2 separate regions of the Bombyx mori genome follow, and region 2 is linked to region 1. The links are chromatin contacts, called in public Hi-C maps. All regions are on one chromosome and are shown on one strand. The core of a region is the stretch at or near the end of the contact, and the rest is flanking DNA. Distances in the headings are between cores, read along the strand shown. Region 1 overlaps LOC101740873 (proton-coupled zinc antiporter SLC30A1). Region 2 holds the start of LOC101740643 (mitochondrial inner membrane protease subunit 1).

Region 1 (5,789 bases), core at 901-3,400:
TTGTTGTCGTCTCTGAAATTATAAGTTAAACTTTGATTTTGATATGCGTAAATGATGACATATTGATAATTATGGAGAACAGCTAACAGCTATGTTAGGCGATGATAAATAAGGATTCCACATGACCACCACCTCATGATACTCTGCAAAGAGTAACCGACTATATTGATGATGCAGAAATGATGACTCTGGCTTTGCTGACATACATGGATGACGGTGATCACTCAGTCTGAGTACAAAAATTATAAAACAAATTAGAAGAAAAACTAACTGAGATGTTGATACATACTACTATTAATAGTTTTTTTTAGTTTCTGTCTATTTATGTAGGTATTCACTATTCACCAGCACGTGTTAATAAGGAGCAGAATCGAATAAAGGTGTGAAATAAAACACGGTTTTATTTTTGTAATGTGTACTTTAAATAATTTATTTTTTTCGTAACCATTGGAAAGTAGGTACATTTGCAACGTACATTTTTTTGGGGATACTTCGAATGTCACATACATATTCGGATGAGAGTCATCCTACAATCAACAGTAGCATTGCACTATTTTTTTTAACATAAATAAATAATAATATACTGCAATGTATGTATTTAAGCATATATTCAAATATCAACGACTAGACTGTTCATTGACATAATGAACTTATTTATGTAAGGCATGGAGCTGCATCTACAATCTCCACCATTCTAGAATCTGTTTTAATTGAAAAAGCCTATACAAGTAAGCATGTACAAAACTTTGGCGAAAAAATTAAGTAAAAAAACGATTAATTGTTCAGGCAACGGAAACTGTAAATCATTTCAAGCATTGGAAATAATGAAAGGAAATGAAATAAACGCGAGATTATAACCGTAAAAACAGTTCTAATTACGACTTTCATTTATATTCATAGAAAGAGGATGAGGGAGTCCGAATCGAGCCCCTTCTTTATTTCGCGTGAAAATCGTGTTTTTGGATCACTCGTTATTAACACCACAACCGAAAAATAGAAGTTTTATTGTTGCAGCGGCTTACACGGTTTTAAGTTTTACACATCTAAGCAAAAAAAAAGATTTTTTTTTCGTTATATTTTTGGCGGTAAAAAATCTCGTGTCACAGACTATCTTCTTTTTTCCACCTCTCGTGCGTTCCGGCTTACGCATCATAAAAAATTGCGTTCTTAAACGCCACACCGTTTTACTACTACTAAGGTATTTTGCTGCCCACTGAGTTTCTCGCCGGATCTTCTCAGTGGGTCGCGATTCCGATCCGGTGGTAGATTCTGCGAAGCACTGCTCTTCTTAGGGCTAGTATTAGCAACGCCTCCAGGTTTGAGCCCCGAGAGCTCACCTACACGTTAAGGTTACGCTGACATAGCCTCTCAAAGCTATCAGCTTAGGTAAGGAAAAAAAGGGTACCTTGGTATTTTATTGAAACTTTATTCGTGATTATTTGTATTCTACTATACTGCAATGTCTTTAGATTTTCTTCTAAAAGTTTGAATTCGACATAAATAACAGAAACCAAAAAAGGGACACGCATTCAATATTGTAATTGAAGTATGTATAAACTTTCCTTGAGTGGGTGCTCAGTATCAGCATACACTTAACATACTTGTTATCAAATTATATTATCACGATAATACGTCGTTGCGTCATCCACGTAGAAATTATAACGGGTCAGTGACCTTTAATAATGATGCCTATTTGAATATATGCTTAAAGGGAAATATTCATAACATTCGCGTCTATTTTATTCAACATCGGCGATGCGTACATATTTATTTATATAAAAAATCTTCAGTTCCACTAACATTATTTTATCGAGAATGCAGGTGTTGTGTTTAATAATCCTTAGTCTAAGCATTTTTTAGTTTAATTTAAAAAAAAACACAGCGGCCGTCTTGTCTAACTTTGCCATATCTTTACTAAAACTAACGAAGATATAGAATTATAATTTGAATAGAAATGGCACCAGGTGACCAAAACTCTCACCGTATTCTGTCACCTAAGTTGTGACACTTGAAATATTTGAGACTTGAAGTTTACCAACATTTTGTTAATATCGATTTTCTATGAATCACGATCGATGTTTTACAGTTAGACATTACGGCGCCGATGCTGACACACTTACATCGTTACGATACGTGACGATGCGGCATTATTCTCTAGGGCAAGGCTGCTCCAATTGAAAATTGAGTGTCGCTCACACATAACCAGTGTGCTTAGCGCGAGTTGATTAACTTCTCGATCTCGATCCTAGCGGCAATATAGAGGGGCTATTCCAACTCCATACAAATTTGAGTTAACTTTAACGCGATCGAGAAGTTAAAAAATTCGCCCTAAGCACACAGATCTCGGGTTCTGTGTGTACACAATGGAACTTAGACAAAACCTCCGCTCTGAAAGTGATTTTATTATTCGCAAAAAGATGAAGGCATCTGGCCAATTTGATCCCAAATCAGAACAAACATTAAAATTAAAATTCCACACACACACACACACACACCATCGTAACTGCACAAGCAACGTTTTCTTAGTAATAATCGATACACTTCTATGCTATCTAGAAGCGTGGCTGCACGTTCAAGATATTTACAACAAAAAAAAAAAAAGATTACACATGATATTCAAGTCTATGAATAAGTTGATAAGCCGTGCTCTAGAGAAAAATGAACGATGAACGATGAATGAATGATTTTCTAACGAAAATGTTTTCAAACAATATCCCAAATACTATTATTAACGGGGTCTCACAAAAAATGTAGTTATAGTAGATACCCGATATTTGAGCCTTAAACAATATGGTAGACATGCGCACAGTGCATACAGTGACCTTCAGTGGTAACACCCAAAAACGATCAAAAAAGAGGGTAGACAGATTTATCTGTTCTTCAAATTCTACCCGTGATCAGGGTTATGCTACATAGGTGAATTATCGGGAACTCTAACTCAAACTCAAACTCAAACATTCCAGTAATAGTCCGTTAATGTACATATTTATAAAGTAGATAAGTTTAATACAAACAACAAACCGTGAAAGTTTAAAACAATTCGTAATCTTACAATATATCAACGATTCGGTTTTGGTTTTTCGACTTACATACCTACATTCATAATACGTATATTTATATATTAATTTCTTAATAACAACTTTTATTTCTAAATATTTAATTATTTAGTTCTCATTATAAATCTCAACAGTGGTATTCGAATACTGAAACATCAGAATTTGTGTACGGTACATACATTTTCTAGTGTGTAACTTCTCTATATCATATATAATGTCTGTTGTTTTTTTGGAACGAAGTTCCTTATCGCGCGTTGTGAAAGGGGGCTAGACGGAAAAAATTCTTACGAAAAGTTGTCACGACACTTTTTAGATCCGTCATTCTGACCAATCAACGTGTAGGCGCTTATCGCGTGACATTGCTCGTATCCGATTGGTCCGCGTAATGAGTACAGTTTCTCGAGATAGCGTTTCAACAATAGTAATTTAGTTCATAGTATTGTTTTTTTCTTCTTCATAATGCCGTAATTTATTATTATAACTTAAAAAAAATTACAATTCCTTCACTAATTAATCGAAAGGAACTTCGTTCCATCCGGGTGTCCCTTGACACCTCTGAAGTTTTTTTTCTGTTTGGTAAAGAGACAAACACTTGTGTCCTAAATTATGTTCGGGAGTAGTTATGGGAATTTCACGGGTTACATATATGTAGATATAGCTGTCGGCTGTTAGGTGCAAAAATCGTTAATAAACATTTCAACTGAGATTTGGTGTCAGGATTCAACAGTGCCTGTCTTTGGAAACAGTTGAAACACACACAATATATTTATCTATGTCTTTGGTTAGATTAAATCGATTTTAATGAAATTTCAGTATTCTAATTAAGATGAGATTAATTATCCTAATTGATTTAACTAGCAACACGCGATCTAAATAATCTTAGATCTAATTATTCTATAGTATATTTTCTCACTGACGCACACAATCGATTCGATTATAAACACCAATTATAGATTATTTCACATGTCAGCAACTTACCCAACAACTTATTAAGGGTAATACAAACAGATCGTATGATTTGTAATCGTCAAATCCGGACACAAAGACTTGATTCACTTCTAACACTCTAGTTGTTTCTAGAAATGTAGAAAAACAAAGGAAGTGGATTGCTATAGTAAAAAAATTTAATCAGAATATCTTTACATCAAATATCTGTAACTGTTTTAGTTTCACGATCTTTACGTAAACCAGTCCGATTCAAAGCCGATGGCGAATTTCTATTTCCGAGAATGTTTAATAATCATTACACGTCATAGGCGTGCATTGCGTCATATTAGTGAGATAATATCACTTTGATATTTTATTTAAACCCTCATAGCAACACTGCTCACGCTAGTTTGCATTTCACTAACGTTATCTTGCATTTGGTGCATTTATACTTACACTATCTATTTATGCGAGTTTGTATTCAGTAATCATGTGTACCGTAATAAAATAACATAGGCTCAACTTATTAAATTTCACTGGATAAGAACTGTTATTATTTAAAAGAAAATCGAAACAGAAATATATGCAGCTGTACATTAAATTTATTTCATATTACCTAAAGTACCTTTTAATCCATTTATTTTAATTATAAGTACTTAATTATCTTATAATGTACGTTTTATATTATTTTCAAAATGGTAGTTGTCGATGGATATGATTTGAACACAAGTAGGAAGCTTTCTAAAGGTTTTAATCATATTGAGCATACATTAAACTGGCAACACTCGAGGTAAAGTAGTTTATTAATTTTATGTTACAAATCACCAAACAGACATACGCTTCCGTCATAGTTTTAGTGTCCCGAACAAGATCTAAATAAAACGATTTTTTCGTCACAGAGGTAGTTCATTGGAATATTTAAAAACTAGAAAGTTCACAGTTCTATCGTCGTGAACAAATTGTGATGGTAATCATTCACGAAGGCCGGTCCTCCCGTGTGTCAGACGGTCAGCCTACCGTCCAGTGGCGACGGTAGCAAGGAACTAAAAACAAGGCTATTATTAAGAATTTACTAACAAGCCATCTATAGGGTGCTTATTAATTTTAATGTCACAATGCGGGTATGTTGTCATGAAATACGCATGCACTTTGAATAGCTACCGAATGAAAATCATAGATGGCGTTAATCGAATTCAAAAAAAAAGTTCCTAAAATTTTACTGGAAAACAAAAATTTTATGTTAATTACAGTTACAAACTTAATTTATAAATAAATGAAAATATATTTCACACAGTTGGCTAAAATCGAATTCCATGAAACCATGTCTTCAAGTCACAATTAAAAAAAAACTACCATAAAACAAATAACAGAATTTAAAAAAAATGCAACAGAACACAGAGCAGCTGAATGTGAACTCTAAACTCTACTATCACAAAGTACGAAATGAATGAGGTTTACAAAAAAAAAAAAAACAGTTCGATTTATAAATTGATTCACGTGACGAAAAACATCGACGACAGTACATGCAGTTATTTTTGTCATTCGACGAACCCGCATTCGAGGGCTTCCAGGTTCCACCCAGGCTTGGGTGCGTTGCCGGCGATATTTGAGGAGACGGACTCCGATCGAGACGCCATGTTCCTCTGTCTACACATATACGGCGTGACTGCCGCAGGCGGTGTTAATGTCTCCTGAAAAAAATACGCCTTAGTGAACAACATACTAATTTCTCCGAAACGATTTCTGAATTTTTATTCCTAGTCTTAATTGAAGCTGCATTTAAAACTGCGGTTTGCAACATATAAG
Region 2 (6,178 bases), core at 924-3,423, 35 kb after region 1:
ACAAGCATATACGTCCACCGCCGCGTTGACGAGGTAAACATCTAACAAATAATTAACTAGCACGTTCAAATAATATCTGAAGTGTAATTTAGGAAGGCAAATGTGACAATTTTTATGTTAAATATTTTTTTTTTATTCTCGAAAACCCAAAGTAGTGTTGTGTTTCGTATTTACGATAGATACTCGTACCCACTTGTTTATTCTATGAAGGTATATTTTTACTTTAAAGTTTATATTATTTATTAAAATTTGGTCGATTCTACTGTGATATCTAGACACGAACGTAGTGATTAAATTCTCATTGACGTATTGTACTGCCAAAACTGTTCAAAACTTCAAAAGTGCCGAACTGCCAAACACATTGCAAAGAGTATGCTCTTTTTAAAAATAGATAGGCACCACAGACTACTAAAAGCTAAGAAGCATGGTAGGAATCTATTACATCTATTACTTCAATCATCAGTTATGTTTTATTTGCTGAATTTCGCCGAGTTTACCACCATATTCAAATCGCTCGAAGTCTCAGTGGGTTGTTTCTTATGGGGTAAAAGTACTGAAATTGGCCAGAGAGGAACCGATGAGGCATGTTTAGAGCGGCTTTGCGTTGTCCTGTCGCGTGCGTCGAGGATATGATTCGAGGCGGCCACAATAAGAGGGTACAGACTTGATCCTGCGGACCGAACGGTAATGGTCACCGCCACCCTAAGCACGTATTTTTTTGTTTTTTTGTTTTTTTGTTTCCTACCTAAGCTGATAGCCTTGAGATGCTACATCAGCGTCACCTTAACTAGTAGGTGAGCTCACGGGGCTCAAACCTGATGACGTTGCTAACACGAACCCTAGCAAGAGCCGTGCTTCGCAGAATCTACTACCGGATCGGAAACGCGACCCACTGAAAAGATCCGGCGAGAAACTCAGTGGGCTATGTCTGACGGTTAAGTGTCTCAAGCATCGGTCACCGTTCTTATCGAACTATCCACTGAGTTTCTCACCGGATCTTTTCAGTAGGTCGCGTTTCCGATTTGGTGATAGATACTGCGAAGCACTGCTCTTGCTAGGGTTGCACGTCGTCAGGTTTGAGCACCGTGAGCTCACCTACTTGTTAGGTTACGCTGACATAGCCTCTCAAGGCATCAGCTTAGGCAGGAAAAAAAATTAAGTTAACTTTTACGCGATAGAGAAGATTACACATGAGTGTGCAATCTCACAGCCCATCTGGTGTCAATTGGTTGTTATCAGATCTTACTAAAACTATCAAACCGTCAATGTGGTGAACCATGTGATTAAAATCTCAGTAGCAATGGAAAATGCTTGTTTCTATGACGAAGCAATAATTTATTGTGTATTCTGCTGCAAAGTATATGTATATACATACACAATATACATACACAACGACCGTCTGGTGTAGTGGTAAGTGACATGGTCACTACACAAGGGGGTCGCGGGTTCGAATCCCGCCAAGGGAAGATATTTGTATGATAAATATAAATGTCTTTTCCAGGGTTATGGATGTTTATTAAATATATGTATATGTATAATAAAAATCTTACATTTATTTCCGTTATCTGGTACCTGTAACACAAGTTCTTGACGAACTTATCACGGGACCAGTTAACGTGGCGTGATTGTTAGTAAATGTTTTATATTTAAAAAAAAAATATACGCGTACGAGCTCACAATACGCCTTATCACCGTAAACTATGAGCAAATAATATTGGATAAGTATTAAACGGAGTCTACACTAACCAGCTTCTAAAACATTAATCTGTGTATAAAGAATTCCATTCTTCAAAAAGGACTTTTTGGCGGGAACGCGAGGAGTGAAGTTGTGTGATTTGTTTTATTTTGTCTATTTAGTTTTTCTTCGGGTTTAAATGTGTAATAATGGTGGTATATTGACTGTTTAATATCTGTGAAAGTGCACAAATGTGGGAAAATGAAATAAAATCGCTGGACGTAGCTTCTCGGGATCTTCCAAAAAGGCCACTGAAAAAATCTCATTAAATGATCACCATTTTACTGAGATTATATTTTATTATATTTCATTCTATATCATCTTATCTTCATTTCATTTCACTCCAGATTATTATTTTTCAGAAAAATAAGTAAATAAATTAAAATAAGACATGACTTAAAAGTCTCAGTTACCAGGTCATAAAATCCCAAAAAAAAATCTTCAAAAAGTCAAACGCATCAACGTCAAAAACACAACGACACAGCCAGAAATTGCCGAAAGTATCAGTTTGCCAAAATACCAATAAAAAATCATAATTACTAGGTAATTAAAGTTTCAATCCATCAGTTAATAATTGTGATGAATAGTGTTGAGTTCAAACTATTGGATTGTTTTAGGACGGAAAAAGTGTACCAGTTTTTATGTTATGGATACGAAAGAATTTTACTCTTAGAAACTTAGGACTTTATGTAATCTAAAATAATTCTCGAAAAAATGACATTCATGAACTTTTTTGGCAAAACTTGTGGTTTCATAGGTTACGCCTTACAGTATGCTTGTATAACACATTGTACGTTCGAATATATTGGTGATTTTGTCATGGTAAGTTAATAAATTTACAGATCGCTCCCTGTATGCTCGATCCTACTAAGGAATTTGACATTAAAAAAGCTTATATTTTGCAGATTGAGTATAGTTATTTATTTACTCTCATTTCAGTGTTCTGGACCATCAATGGAACCAACACTAGAATCAAATAACATTCTGTTGACAGAACACATATCACCAAGACTCCAGAAACTGAGGCGTGGTGATATTATCATAGCTAAGAGTCCATCAAATCCTAGACAAAATATATGTAAGAGAATAAAAGGACTACCAGGTGATAAAGTTAGAGGTAATTTTCCAAAGCGCAGTCAGGTAGTACCAAGAGGGCATGTTTGGTTAGAAGGTGATAATTCTAGTAATTCTGCTGATTCAAGAATATATGGGCCTGTACCAGCAGGTTTGATCAGAAGCCGAGTAGTGTGTCGAGTGTGGCCATTAGACAAAATTACTTCACTGGCGGCTTAGTAGAACATGTTTAAATATTTTTTCTGTGATGTGATCATATTTTGTCATGTATAAATTCATAGAATAAGGCATGATTAATACAACGGAGCTATAGCTTTCAAGTAAGAGGATAAATAATTTCAATGGACATTGATTTATATTTCATTTAATACTGATTGTCTATAAATAAATGTATCATTTATTTTTTCATATTATTATATTTATTCACTATTGTTGCTTAATGACTATGGTAAAAGATTAGAATCCCATCAAATTGGCCTTGTAAACGCCTACTGGATAACAACTGAATTAGAAGAAGAGTAATTAAATTTATTAATAAATTATGAAACTGATTGTGGCTAACTGATGGTGTATTAGCGAATACTGCTACAGAGTATTTTTTTATGTCTAATGGATAAAATTGTGACTTGAAATCCGTGGTGATTGTTTAGTGATTAAACATTTGTAAATAAAATATGCTTAATCTCTTCTCATAATACATATTGCAAATTTATAACCAATACAGATTAAGATGTGATTGTAGATTTAGATTGACCAAGTAATTGGTGACAGTAACAAAGCGTTGCATAGAATTAGTGATCAAATATTCAACTCTAAAAAGTCTAGCATGGTCTGTTTGATTAAAAACAGTTCATAATTATATTTCACACTAATTACTTTCCTCTCTCTCTCTGCATAATTGGGTAGGCTAAGCTGGTGAGGCAAATTTATGTTCTAAAGATCATCATTTTCATCCTAAATTATATCTGTAGTTGTAATACTGTTTATAATAACCGGCAAACTTCTTGAGCATTTGTTGACGTAGTGGGGGTAAGTTTGCGCATGGTACACTCACGTGCAAAAACATTACTTACTCTGCGTCATAATGCTATTAAATTATTAAAATCAACATATGTATTTATTTATATATTTATTAGAACATCAACAAAACATATAGGTTAATAATTGTAATAATTTAATCTTGGGGTAAAATAGATATTCCTTCTATTAAGTCAAAACTAGAGCTGTTGCCAGGTCTTGGTTCAGTTGAAGCGAAGCTGGTATTTGTAATTTTTTTTTCGTTATCATAATCTTGACCGTCATCATCATCACTGTTTTCATCATCCGAGTCGCTATCATCGTGATGAGTCGACATAGGGCTCATCGGCGTAGTTTACAACTCGGTCGATTCGGTCTTCTTTTTTGTCTATAATTAATTATTTTTTGAAGATATTCGATTCGTAATAATCGAATGTTACTTTTTTCATTTACCAGCTTCCGATTATTTTCTGTTCTTTTTTTCCATCTGAAGCCTAGCTCTTTCATAATTCGTCGTAAGCTTCATTCCGAGCCATTAAAATTTATATCTTCTTTTAATTTTTCGAAGCCTTTCTACGGTACGGAGTTTCGCTGCTTGTTATGTAGTTATTATGATTACATCTTTTTATTACAGATTGAACGAAACTATCCATTCCGGTAACTTTCTTCTTCCCTGATCTTTTCTTACCCGGAGTCCGAAACACGGCGAGCAAGCCAGAGCCTTTAGCTTCGTTAATAATGCACCTAACAGTACTGTCACTGATGTTTTTGTTGCTTCCGAAGTCTGCTTTAATTTTTCCATATCATTCTTCCTCTGTTTTATCATGAAGCAATATACGTCGTACACCAATTTTCTACCCTTTCTTTTAAGTACTACACCAGTTTGTCACGGCATAGTGTATGTTTTATAAAAAATCAACAAACACTCAACAAATAGCAATGGCAACAAAGTCCACAAGCAATTATAACAAATAACTTAACGATTAATAACGATAGACTTTCCACTGTACGCAAGCGTACTTTTGGGAGCAAGCGGAATGAGGGCGCGGTGCGGGACGCAAGGTTCGACTGATCTACCAATAACGCGCTCGATACGATTTCCCCTGCCGTCGCGCCTCACCCTCACCACCAAAGTGATCTAAAATTCGGTTCTGCGCAGTCAAGGTCATTTGCTCAAGAAGTTTGCCGATTACTATATCTACCAAGCTTTATTGCCTTGTTATCAATTCCTATCTTGAGTACTGGTAGGACATATTGTGAATGTGAGCTGATATGATACCATGACATCCAAGACAAGTACCTAATCCAGTCACTGGGGTAATGAAAGTCAATAATCAATTTGAGCAAAACATTTTTTAATAAACTAGGTAAATATGTAATTGTTATAAAATAATTCTGAAGCTCTAAAGTTCATCACAAAAAAAGTGATTTAATTTCTGTGCATGTTTCATGAGACAGAATTAATTTCTACAGTTTTTATTGATTCAGGTTCCATATTAATGTTTATAGCTTTTCTACTGCTCACATATATCTTCACAGGTACTGTATGTGGCTTCCTGTGTATTAAAATTTATTTAACATTAGCTGAGTTCACACTGGACATAATGTTAATGTTTAGACGTTTTGGTTGTGTAAACACTAACTCTTGCTAAACTCTTGCTATTAAAATCGGTGGTAGGGCATCTTGTAAGCCTGTACTGGTCGGTACCACCGCCCCATATCTCTGAATCAGAAATGGGTTCCGTTATACTACACTACCATACCACCAATTGAGACTTGACCTCATGTCTCAAGGTGGGTGACATTACAGTTGTGATTTTCCTGGATTCTTGTAGCCACGTAACATCAGATAATTCCCGAGCTTGGTCACATATACATGTAAAATGCTTCTCAAATAAAACTAAGAATAATGTGTAATAGGTAACAGTAGACAGCGGCTTGCCTCTGCCCCTGGAATTACTGACTCCATGAACGATGATAACCACTCATCATCAGGTGGGTTGTCCGCTGGTCTGCCACAGTCAATAAAAAAATCTTAAGCGTGATTTATAAAATATCTCTGTTACAATTATGAACTGTGTTCAGGCGTACCTTCGATAAGGGTCTCAGAGCTTTGGACTATTGAAAAAAATGTACGAAATCATCATAAGTCCATTTTTAATTTAAAGTGTCAAGTAAAATGCTACAGATCTTTTTAGTCAATTCAATTGGTCACAGAGATACACTTGGTTGCCAGTTTCTTCCTCTCGTGAAAAAAAAGAGTACCGAGGCTAAAGCACCTACGATACAAGACTTTTGGAACTTAGACCATAATATGCTGTAAGGTACACGACGGTATTGACATTGGTTTGA

The links. A called contact is a pair of places that touch in the nucleus more often than the background predicts.
Region 2: a contact with region 1 is called in a Hi-C map of midgut, with 1.6 times the contacts expected there. The contact joins the promoter of LOC101740643 here to the enhancer-like site in region 1. A contact is called at or near these places in 2 of 7 Hi-C or Micro-C datasets (midgut and whole pupa).

The regions. Positions count from the first base shown.
Region 1 is chr13:13,178,826-13,184,614 of ASM3026992v2, forward strand. LOC101740873 (proton-coupled zinc antiporter SLC30A1) reads right to left here. Exons shown (of 10, transcript XM_004927720.5): 9 at 5,535-5,674; 10 at 399-5,026. The coding sequence ends at 4,984. It overlaps LOC101741250 (glutamate receptor ionotropic, delta-2), which reads left to right. Exons shown (of 10, transcript XM_062671904.1): 10 at 1-393. Among protein-coding and RNA genes, the nearest start is that of LOC119628378, 23 kb to the left of the region's middle. Within about 2 kb of position 2,151, at least 1 of the 8 cell types and tissues checked has open chromatin away from gene starts, as enhancers often do.
Region 2 is chr13:13,213,871-13,220,048 of ASM3026992v2, forward strand. LOC101740643 (mitochondrial inner membrane protease subunit 1) reads left to right here and starts at 2,174. Exons shown (of 3, transcript XM_038014928.2): 1 at 2,174-2,278; 2 at 2,353-2,557; 3 at 2,675-3,482. The coding sequence starts at 2,450. The coding sequence ends at 3,028. It overlaps LOC101740873 (proton-coupled zinc antiporter SLC30A1), which reads right to left and starts at 350. Exons shown (of 10, transcript XM_004927720.5): 1 at 1-350. It overlaps LOC101741392 (lysosomal acid glucosylceramidase), which reads right to left. Exons shown (of 12, transcript XM_062671905.1): 12 at 5,161-5,382. The coding sequence ends at 5,274.